2 separate regions of the Mus musculus genome follow, and region 2 is linked to region 1. Evidence: chromatin contacts called from public promoter capture Hi-C data. All regions are on one chromosome and are shown on one strand. Each heading gives the region's core, a stretch centred on a gene start, on an enhancer-like site or on the middle of the called end of the contact. The rest is flanking DNA. Distances are from core to core; before and after follow the strand shown.

Evidence for each region. Promoter capture Hi-C pulls out the DNA fragments that hold promoters and counts their contacts.
Region 2: a contact with region 1 is called in a promoter capture Hi-C map of liver, with 6 times the contacts expected there. The contact joins the promoter of Coa5 here to the promoter of Cnnm3 in region 1. A contact is called at or near these places in 9 of 39 promoter capture datasets (3T3-L1-derived adipocytes, the C10 cell line, HPC-7-derived erythroid cells and 5 more), 1 of 484 Hi-C or Micro-C datasets (embryonic stem cells) and 1 of 115 datasets of contacts at active chromatin or transcription factors (bone marrow-derived macrophages).

Annotation. Positions count from the first base shown.
Region 1 is chr1:36,510,147-36,514,850 of GRCm38.p6, reverse strand. Cnnm3 (cyclin M3) reads right to left here and starts at 2,984. Exons shown (of 8, transcript NM_053186.3): 1 at 1,698-2,984. The coding sequence starts at 2,940.
Region 2 is chr1:37,427,785-37,432,237 of GRCm38.p6, reverse strand. Coa5 (cytochrome C oxidase assembly factor 5) reads left to right here and starts at 2,135. Exons shown (of 3, transcript NM_198006.4): 1 at 2,135-2,369; 2 at 3,813-3,896. The coding sequence starts at 2,271. It overlaps Unc50 (unc-50 homolog), which reads right to left and starts at 2,099. Exons shown (of 6, transcript NM_026123.4): 1 at 1,745-2,099; 2 at 662-945. The coding sequence starts at 941.

The DNA.
Region 1 (4,704 bases), core at 1,735-4,234:
GACCCACTTCAGGGGGGCTTGCTCCATTTGCTACACCCTATCATGCAGCCCAATCCAGCCAGAGCCCTGGTGCACATCCACCCTCCACTCCAAGGAAGCACGTCTGGTGCGCAGGAGCACCCATGCTCTGCAAAGCAGCCCAAGGAGGAGCATGGAGTGTTATAGAGGAGCCTATACCTTGTTTTTGTTTCAAGACTGTGTAGCCCTGGGTGTTCGTGCACTCAGACATCCGCCTGCTTCTGCTTTCCTAAGTGCTGGGACTGAATGTATGTGCCACCTGTCCCCTAGGGGTCCACATTTAAATATGTGGAGCGGCTCATAGTTTTTACTTTCAACTTTAGATGTTCACATGTATTTGCTCTTGCAGAAGACCTGGGTTTTGTTGCCAGCACCCATACGGTGCCTCACAACCATTTGTAACTCCAGTTCTGGGGGATCCGAAGCCCTCTTCTGACTGTCTCAGGCACCAGACACACACACCGTGTACATAAACACATGCAGGCAAAACACTCACACACAGAAAATAAGTACATCTTAAAAAACAAAAAAGGGCTGATCGCCAGGCCGTGGTGGCGCCGCCTTTAATCCCAGCACTCGGGAGGCAGAGGCAGGCAGATTTCTGAGTTTGAGGCCAGCCTGGTCTACAGAGTGAGGTCCTGGACAGCCAGGGCTACACAGAGAAACACTGTTTCAAACAAACAAACAAAACAAAACAAACAAACAAAACAAAAAAATAGGGGTTGCTCAAAAAGAATGAAAGGAGACATTAAGGTAAAAAAGGGGAGAATGGAGATGGGGTTAGGGAAGAGCAGGTAGCTGACATGCACTGAAAAACAATTTAAATGAAAGAGAGGAAGCAAGAGCACCAGAGGATGCAGGGTTCAGTTCCCAGGACCAGCAGGGTGGCTGGCTGTAATTCCAGTCTCAAGGAACCTAGCGCCTTCTTCTGGCTTCCATAGGCACTGCATGCATGAGGAACAACACAGGCACTCATAAACATAACAATAAAAATCTCAAAAAAAAAAAAAATTAAGAGGGAGAAAAAAGCCAGGAAGGAAAATTAAGTCATTATTCATGAGTTGCTTCCGATGACATTAAAATGGAAGTTCTCTCAGTACCCACAGTAAGTATTATGAGTCCTTTCTAATCCCACAATCTGAAAGGGCCAGGAACCATTACAGGTCCAGCTAATTTAATGCTAAAAAGGCAAAGACAACAGTTTCCAGTTACCTAACCCTCTTGACATCATTTTAGTTACTATCCAAGAATCTGGGGCAACTAGGAAGCCCAAGTGCACAATACAGCCCAGGAGAAGGAAACCTCTGGGATTAGAGCCAAGTAGGCATGCTTGCTGCCTGCCAATGGATCTTTTTATTCATTCATTTACTTTTGAGACAGAATCTTTAGTCCAGGCCGGCTTCCATCCTTCTAAGTAGGTAGGCCACTGCTTGGGTTTATGTGGTACTGGGTAATGGTCAGGGCTTCATGTATGTTAGGCAAGCACTGAGCTACATCCCCAACTTTTTTAAAATTTTCTATTTAACAAACAGGGTAACCACCTTCCGATCCTCCCGCATCAGACTCCCATAGCACTTCCTTCCGCTTCTAAAAGGTGGGTCTTTAAATATTTCCAAAGGTCATTCGCAGGTACAAGGCCATCACTTTCTGGGGCCTTTCTAACAGGGGCGTCCCCTTACCTCGCTTGAACTCCTCCAGGACAGCGTCCAGTTTGGTATCGTTGAAGACAAAGTGGAGTGGATGGTTGTAGAAGCGGGTGATGGTGCTGAGCGGTGTGCAGTCCTCGGGCTCAACGATAGCCAAGTCTTTGAGGTAGAGCATGTCCACGATGTTGGAGCGCTCCTCCTCGTACACTGGGATGCGCGTGTGGCCGCTCTGCATGATGCTGGCGAGGACGCTGAAGTCTAGGACAGTGCCGGAGTCCAGCATAAAGCAGTCTTCGAGCGGCGTGAGCACGTCCTCCACGGTCCGGGAGCGCAGCACTCCCTTGCTGAGGTCGCTGTAGGGGTCGCCGCCGCCGCGCGCCAGCTCCAGCACGCGCTCCCGCAGACGCCCCGGCCGCGCTGCCAGCTCCAGCAGCTGCCCGACCGGCAGCGCCACGGGCAAGGTGAGCAGCACCGCCAGGCGGCTGAGGCCCAACGCGCGCGGCGCCAGCGCCAGCGCCCAGCGTCCGCTCACGGCGGCCGGCAGCACCTCACCCACCAGGAACACCAGCCCCGCGCAACCCAGCACGGCGGGCACGGCGCGCTGGCCCGCCGCCCCGTACAGCAGCACGGCCAGTGCCGCCTGCGCCAGGCTGGCCAGAAGCAGCAGCGCGCCCAGGGCGCAGCCGGCCCAGCGCCGCGCGGGTTCCAGGCGCCGCGCCGCCGCGCGCTCCGCCTCCGAGCCGCTCTCGCGCAGCACCTGCACCTCGGCCGGCGCCAGCGCCAGCGCGCTCAGCTGCAGGCCGCGCGCCACCGCCGCCAGGGCCAGCAGCCCGGCCGCCCCCAGCCCCAGCGCCCAGGGCGGCGCCGCCTCCTCCGCGGCCCCACCACCCGGCTCCACGCGCACCGCCAGCAGCGCGGAGCGCGGGTGGCCGGCCTCGGCGCGCAGGCGCAGCAGCGCGCGCCACTCGCCCGTCGGGGCGGCCGCCTCCTCGGGCTCCGTGGCCCGTCCGCCCTCCGGGCAGCCTGCGCCCTCGGCGGCTACCCAGGTCCAGGAGCTGTTGGCCAAGCCGGAGCAGAAGAGTCGCAAGCACAAAGTGGCCTCTGGCGCTGCCCTTCCGCGCAGGGAGCCCGCGCCCGGTGCGCTGTCCTCTTCCGTGCAGAAGTTCAGCAGTCCCGCGCCCGGCGCCGGCGCCGCCTCCCCTGCGGTGCTGCCCAGACAGAACGCGGCAAGCACCCAGCCCAACCAACCCACCACAGCCGCAGCAGCCGCCGCCATGGCCTGCTACCCCTTCTGGGCCTCGGGCGCAGCCTACCCCACTCACCCGCGCCTCTGTTGTTGCAGCCAATCGGCGCGGGCCTCCGCGTCACTTTGACCAATAAGCGGCTGGCGGGGGCGGGCTCTGGGGAGAACTAGGCTGCGCCGGGGAGTAAACAAGCGGCGCGGGGCGGGGCGAGCCGGAGGGGCGTGGGGCTCCGCAGGCAAGGGAGGACGCGGGGCGGCTGTCTGGGACGGCCTCGGAGTTCCCGGCGCGTGTGGACGAGCAAAGGAAGGTCATTAACCCTCTGGCCAGCAAGGCTAAGGGCTGAATAAGAACCAGGGACTGGGCACAGGGAAACCTGGAGTCGTTTGTTTAAAACATTTTCTTATCATTTGTATTTGTATGTGGGTTTGCGCTTGCGAGGGCAGTGCTTTGGGCAGACGCAAGAGGGCGTCGAATTCCCCCTGGAGCTGGAGTTCCAAGCTAATGGGAAGCTGTGCTGGGAACTGAACTCTGGTCCTCAGCACACATTCTTAACCTCACCCAGCTCTATTGGTTTGTTTTAAAGCTAAAGTCTCTTAGCTTTGCGTTGGGCTCTGTGGATATCAAGACAGACACCTGCTTTTGAGGAAGATGCCTTGATAGGAAGGTCCATAGTAAATACTCAAACCCAGAAAAATCTGTTTCCTTGAATCTTCACACTTGTTTCATGTAATTAAGCTTACAATAAAACGATGTTTAGAGACTGATTCTGTGTGCCTTTGGTTTCTGACATGCACCTGACATTCGGGTCATTCAGCCATGCAGGGAGATAGCAGCTGTCAGGAATTTCCATACATGCTAGCTTCACAACCACAGTTTATTCTGATTCCTCGGGTTGAGAAAGCTGTTTGAGAGGGTTCTTTTTGTCCTTATTTTGGAAGACACCTGCATGATCAGATGGAGCATTCTTCGTTCATTGTATGTGGTCTTTATGGGATTAGCTTCTCTATGGGTATCCCTGTTTTTTGCATTTTTCTCTCTACTTTCTCCCTAAATGTACTAAGACATGTACACATCTTATACATATGTTTTGTTTTGTTTTGTGTCTGTGTGGGCCCAAGTGTATGTATGTGTGTTGTGTATGCAGGTGCCGAAGGAGGCTAGAAGAGGGCACTACATCCCCTGGAACTAGAGTTGACATTTGTGAGCCACCATGTTGGTTCTGGGAACCAGGCCTTCTGCAAGAGTGGTAAGTGCTCTTAACCACTGAGTCCATCTCTCCAGCCTCTTGAATTTTTTTTCTAAAATGGATTCTGTAGACATAACTGAAACAGTCCCACATGGCATATGTGCATACACGCAAACATACACATACAAACATCAATTTTTTTTTTGAGACAGTGTTTCTCTGTGTAGCCCTGGCTGTCCTGGAACTCTGTAGACCAGGCTGGCCTCGAACTCAGAAATCCACCTGCCTCTGCCTCCCAAGTGCTGGGATTAAAGACATGTGCCACTACTGCCTGGCCAAACATCAATTTTAAAATAACAATAAAAAAATGTAACAAAGCAAACACCTCATAAATGGGGGCAAGGTATGATCTCCCTGGCTAGCTTGTGCATCTTAGCTCCATGTGCTCTTCATTTGCTCGTGTGACAAGCATTTCCTACACTGAGTGTGTGCGGGACAGGTAACTTCCCAAAGGCTGGAACTCTGGCAGGGACAACAGCTTCCACCCTCGTGGTGCTCAGAACCAGTGCTGGGATCCCAGGAAACATTTTAAGACCCGGTTGGAAGTGTT
Region 2 (4,453 bases), core at 886-3,385, 920 kb before region 1:
AGAATCTAAAGGTTCTTTTCCAGTTTGATCAGTACTTTCAGAACTCTTACCCTGGAAGGCTGGGGGTGCAGCTCACTTGCCTGGTAGATTTAAGTCACTGGTTTCTATTCCTGGTCCTACCAACCCCTGCCCCTCCGCTTGACAAAAAACAAAAATAAAAAGATAGCAATCTGCCGGCCTTGCAGATTTGCCTAATTAAGAAATGTAATTCCTATCCTAATATTTCTTGGCACACACTTGGGTTTGGTTCTTATTAGTTTTGTTCTGTTTGTTTTAAAGTCAGCCAGTGTGGCAGAACACGACTGTCAAGCCAGCACTAAGAGACTGAGTTAAGAGCTTCCTGAGTGCCAGGCCAGCCTGGCCTACACATCTAGAAGCTGTTTCAAAAGAGAAGGAATAAACCAACTCTGGGACGAACCCCATGCCCTACTTTCATACACTGGGTACAGTAGTTTACTCTGGCGTGTTACAGCCAGCACTAGGAAGAACTCCACTTTCTTTCTTGCCAGTTTTCTCATGTTTTAGAAAAGACAAACAAATCCCACAGCTTCACACACCCCAAGAGTCTGACCCGCCATACATTATCCCAAAAGATAAAGTTTCCTCTGAAAACCCCAATTTGTTTTTCTACTATACTGCTTGTAAACTGAGACACACTTACCACAGAGCCAGATACTTAAGAGGACTAAGAAGGCAGGGTCATCTCTGGCCCACTGGTCCTTTGTTTGCTTCCGGTAGTGAAAGTTTCTATAAACCCTCTGAGGAGAGGTAAACAGGTAGAGCATCTGCCATGCAGCAAACTCAAAGTCCATCTGCCGAAATCGAAAGAGCCTTCTGAGGTACTTGTAGCGTTTTGCTCCAGCCGTGTGCCTTGCTGCATCCCTGGAATTTAATACTCCATTCCCGTGCATCGAAGAACTCAAGGAAGTACTTGGTAGCATCTTCCTAGATGGAATGAGAACATTTCTCTTAGATGTAATCTTAAATGTAATTATTTGGCTACTAGAACTCCTCGTCAGCGCTATGACGTTTTCTCTTGCCACCTTCAGAAAGGATTAGGGGCCAGAAGCTATAGAGTTGGTTCTGGGGCTTGTCTAGGGGCTGGCCAAGGGTAATGCCATCAAGGCAGTACCACAAACTCCTGTATCACCTGAAACAAGCACTTAACTTCAGTCGATGGTTTCCCAACCTTCACCTCAATCAAGCCTTTGACAGCTGCAGTAGCTCACTACTGATAATGGAGGCCAAGGAAAAAGCAGCACAAGGGGGTGTGCAATGACGTCCTCATTAACACGGGACAATGACCGAACACTGGTTCAAAATTCCGTGTTTGTAATGACCAAGATTTAAAACAAACAAAAAGTTTAATCTAAAAGCAAGGTTACTGAAAAAGTAAGACACACAGTTTATTTGTACAAGTCCATCGGCGATGGCCAGCAAGTCCCTGGTTATTCAGAATGTGACAATAAAAATTACACTCCTTGATGGTTTTACTCCTAGGATGGCTGGGTAGGAGGAATAACAGCGCGAAGGGGCCAGTCCAACTAGTCCGAAGCTAAATGACTGCTGGTCACCGCCCAGCCTACCTGCCCTCCGCGGCGCGGCGCGGCGCCCCGCCCCGCCAGCAGGTCTCCATTACCCCAAGCCTCTGTCAACTAAAAATACAAACGGCCCAGTGACATTTGACTTAAGAACAAGCAACGACAAGGTTTCAGGGTGTGTGTCTCCTTGCAAAATTTCAGACCTGCTTAGAATAGAAAAACGGCTCTAATCCTGCGATTCCCACGTAAGCGGCTGTCTTTGGTTTTACCCAGCAGCTCCACGGCGGGCCTAGGACTCGAGCTGCCGGGCGCCGGCCGGTCCCTCGCCCAGCCGCTGAGACGCCAGGTCGCGAGCTAACCGTGGAAACGGCCGACGGCACGAACGCCACCCTGCGCACACAGAGCAGGCCGCACCTGAAGGCCCTCGAGGCCTCGTCCTGGGCCCGGGACTACCGCCACCTTCCCAGGGCAGCCGAGCCCAGCCGCCGCTGGGGCCACTTCCCTTCCCGCTACGTAGCCCGCACTTGCGGCGCTCTGTATTTACGTTACGGACACGCACTTCCGCCACGCGTGCGCATACCCTGAAGAGTCGCACTCCTGGCGGAAGTTGTTGAGACTTTCTCCCACCCTCGCCGGTAGCTTGCCAGTGGGCGTGTCCCACGCCCTTCCGGGCCGTGCGGGGTGACCGAGGGCCGTGATCCAGTGTGGTGAGGGCGGTGGGTCCCCGCCATGCCCCGGTATTATGAGGACAAGCCGGAGGGCGGCGCGTGTGCGGGCGTGAAGGAGGATCTGGGTGCATGTCTGCTGCAGTCTGCCTGTGTGCTCCAGGTAGCGGATCTGGGTGGCAGAGCTCAGTCAAGACTGGCTCCATGATGGCCTGCGAGGGGAGGTCACGTCGAGGGTAGAGGTCGCGCGTCCGCTCCTGACTTTGGACAGGTCTCTTGAGCTCGCATCCCCAGTTCTTACTGGTGTTAAGTGGGAGATAACTTACTACCCACCTAAGGATTTTGTAAACCTTCAGCCAGCTCTGTTCAGGAAGCGATCCCTGAGTGCTGGCACGCGCCACCAGAGACTCCCACTCTAAGGGCAGCTGCCAAGGCCTGTGCCTGCGCCGCATGGCTACTTGATCTGTGGTGGAGAGTTTTGGTTCCTTGGCTTCTAGAATATGGAAGTATCTCATGGTGTGCCATAGTTTCTCTCTGCCGATCTTTAACCTATCTTAAACCTATAGCATTGCATTCTGGGAGGAATTCAACATAAGCCTTTATACTATGTGCTGCCTTGGGAAACAGGCGAGGAATGAGAAGGGCTCAGAGAAACGTAGGGTATGAACTCAGATGATCACAACGTACCTTCCAGTGGGGGATAGTGAGGAGAAAGGGGAGTGGGGAGAAGGTTCAGAACTTTCTCAAAAATAGACTTCTTAAGATTTTATGACTCTTGGAAAACCAGAAAAGTTGAAACTTCCAGAGGGAACTCAGTATGGTTTTCCCATTACTGACCTTGACCTCAGAAGAGCAAGGCCTCTTGCCCGCTGACTCATCTCTCCAGCCCCTCCACCTTATTACTTGAGATAGCATGTCAGTGGACCTAATTGGCTAGCCTAACCAGATCTGCTTGGCTCCACTCCCATTCTGGGATAAACGACTTCTGCCACCATGCCCAGCTCTTTATGTGGGTGCTGAACTGGGAGCTCTCATGCACAGCAAGCATTTTCTTTACTTAGCCACTTTGCCAGCCCCTCCCTATTAACATTTATATACAGAGTTTAGTACTAACACTAAAAGGTCTTTATTTTAACACATCCAATTCATGGTTCTCATCCATAGGAAGGCTTATACAAACATTGACGATATGTCCTAAAAATCTTAGGCTCTGGGGGCTGGAAAATAGATGGCTCAGTGGTTAAGAGCACTTGTTGCTCTTACAGAGGGTCAGGATTTGGTCCTAGCAGCCATAAGGTGGTGCACAATCATCTATCCTCCAGTTCCTCCTGGTAGCCTCTTTGACATCCATAGGCACCAGGTCTGTATGTAGTGCATGTTTGTACATGCAGGCAAACACTCATAAAATTAAATTTCAAAGCAGACTCAAAATACTTACTTATTTGATAATCTTTACATTTGCTTTTCTTTAATCACCAAGGTTAATAAAAAGGAATTAAGAATTTTCTTAAGTCAACTTTAAAAAAAAAAACTACTTTCAGAAGAACAGTTGTCTGTGCTTTGTGGGACAGTCTTTCAGACATTCACATTGGTTTGTATATCACAGGAAGGAAAATCCCCACGGCAGTGTTTGAAGGAAGGCAACTGTAGAGCTTTGCAGTATTCCTTTTTTGAATGTAAAAGATCAATGGTAAGTGATGAACCATTTCAAAAGCTTATGTTACCTATACATAGAATTAAATGTGAATGATTTAATGGTCATACATCAGTTGTAGTGATATGGTTTGGATAATGGTGTGGGGACTCCAGTGATGAACATAGAGCAAGCATACCATGTTATCCTGTAGAGCAGCTGGCCCTCATGGTTTCCTGAAAGCTGGAGGATGAGGTCTCAGCAAGTCCTAAATAGGAAGAGCTGACCTCATGAATTCAGGTCATTGGCAGTTGCACACAAGCCTAGCAGGCTGAGGACAGCGTTGGCACTTCTGTCTTACACGGCCAGGAAGAAGTGTCAGTGCTTGAGTTTTGGCGTGAAAGATGGTGGCAGGAGGTCCCCAAATGACATCACTGGTGCCTGGGCAATATGCTACCATTCCACGACTTGAAAGATCTATACAGGTCTTTAGGATGGAAACAGGCTTTTCAAGGGGGAAAAAAATGTGAAGCAGAAATGTGAGCTTTCCTTGAAAGAGGCGCACCCTTGAGTCTGAGCCTATGTCTGCTGGCTTTGGGACTACACTGAGAGCT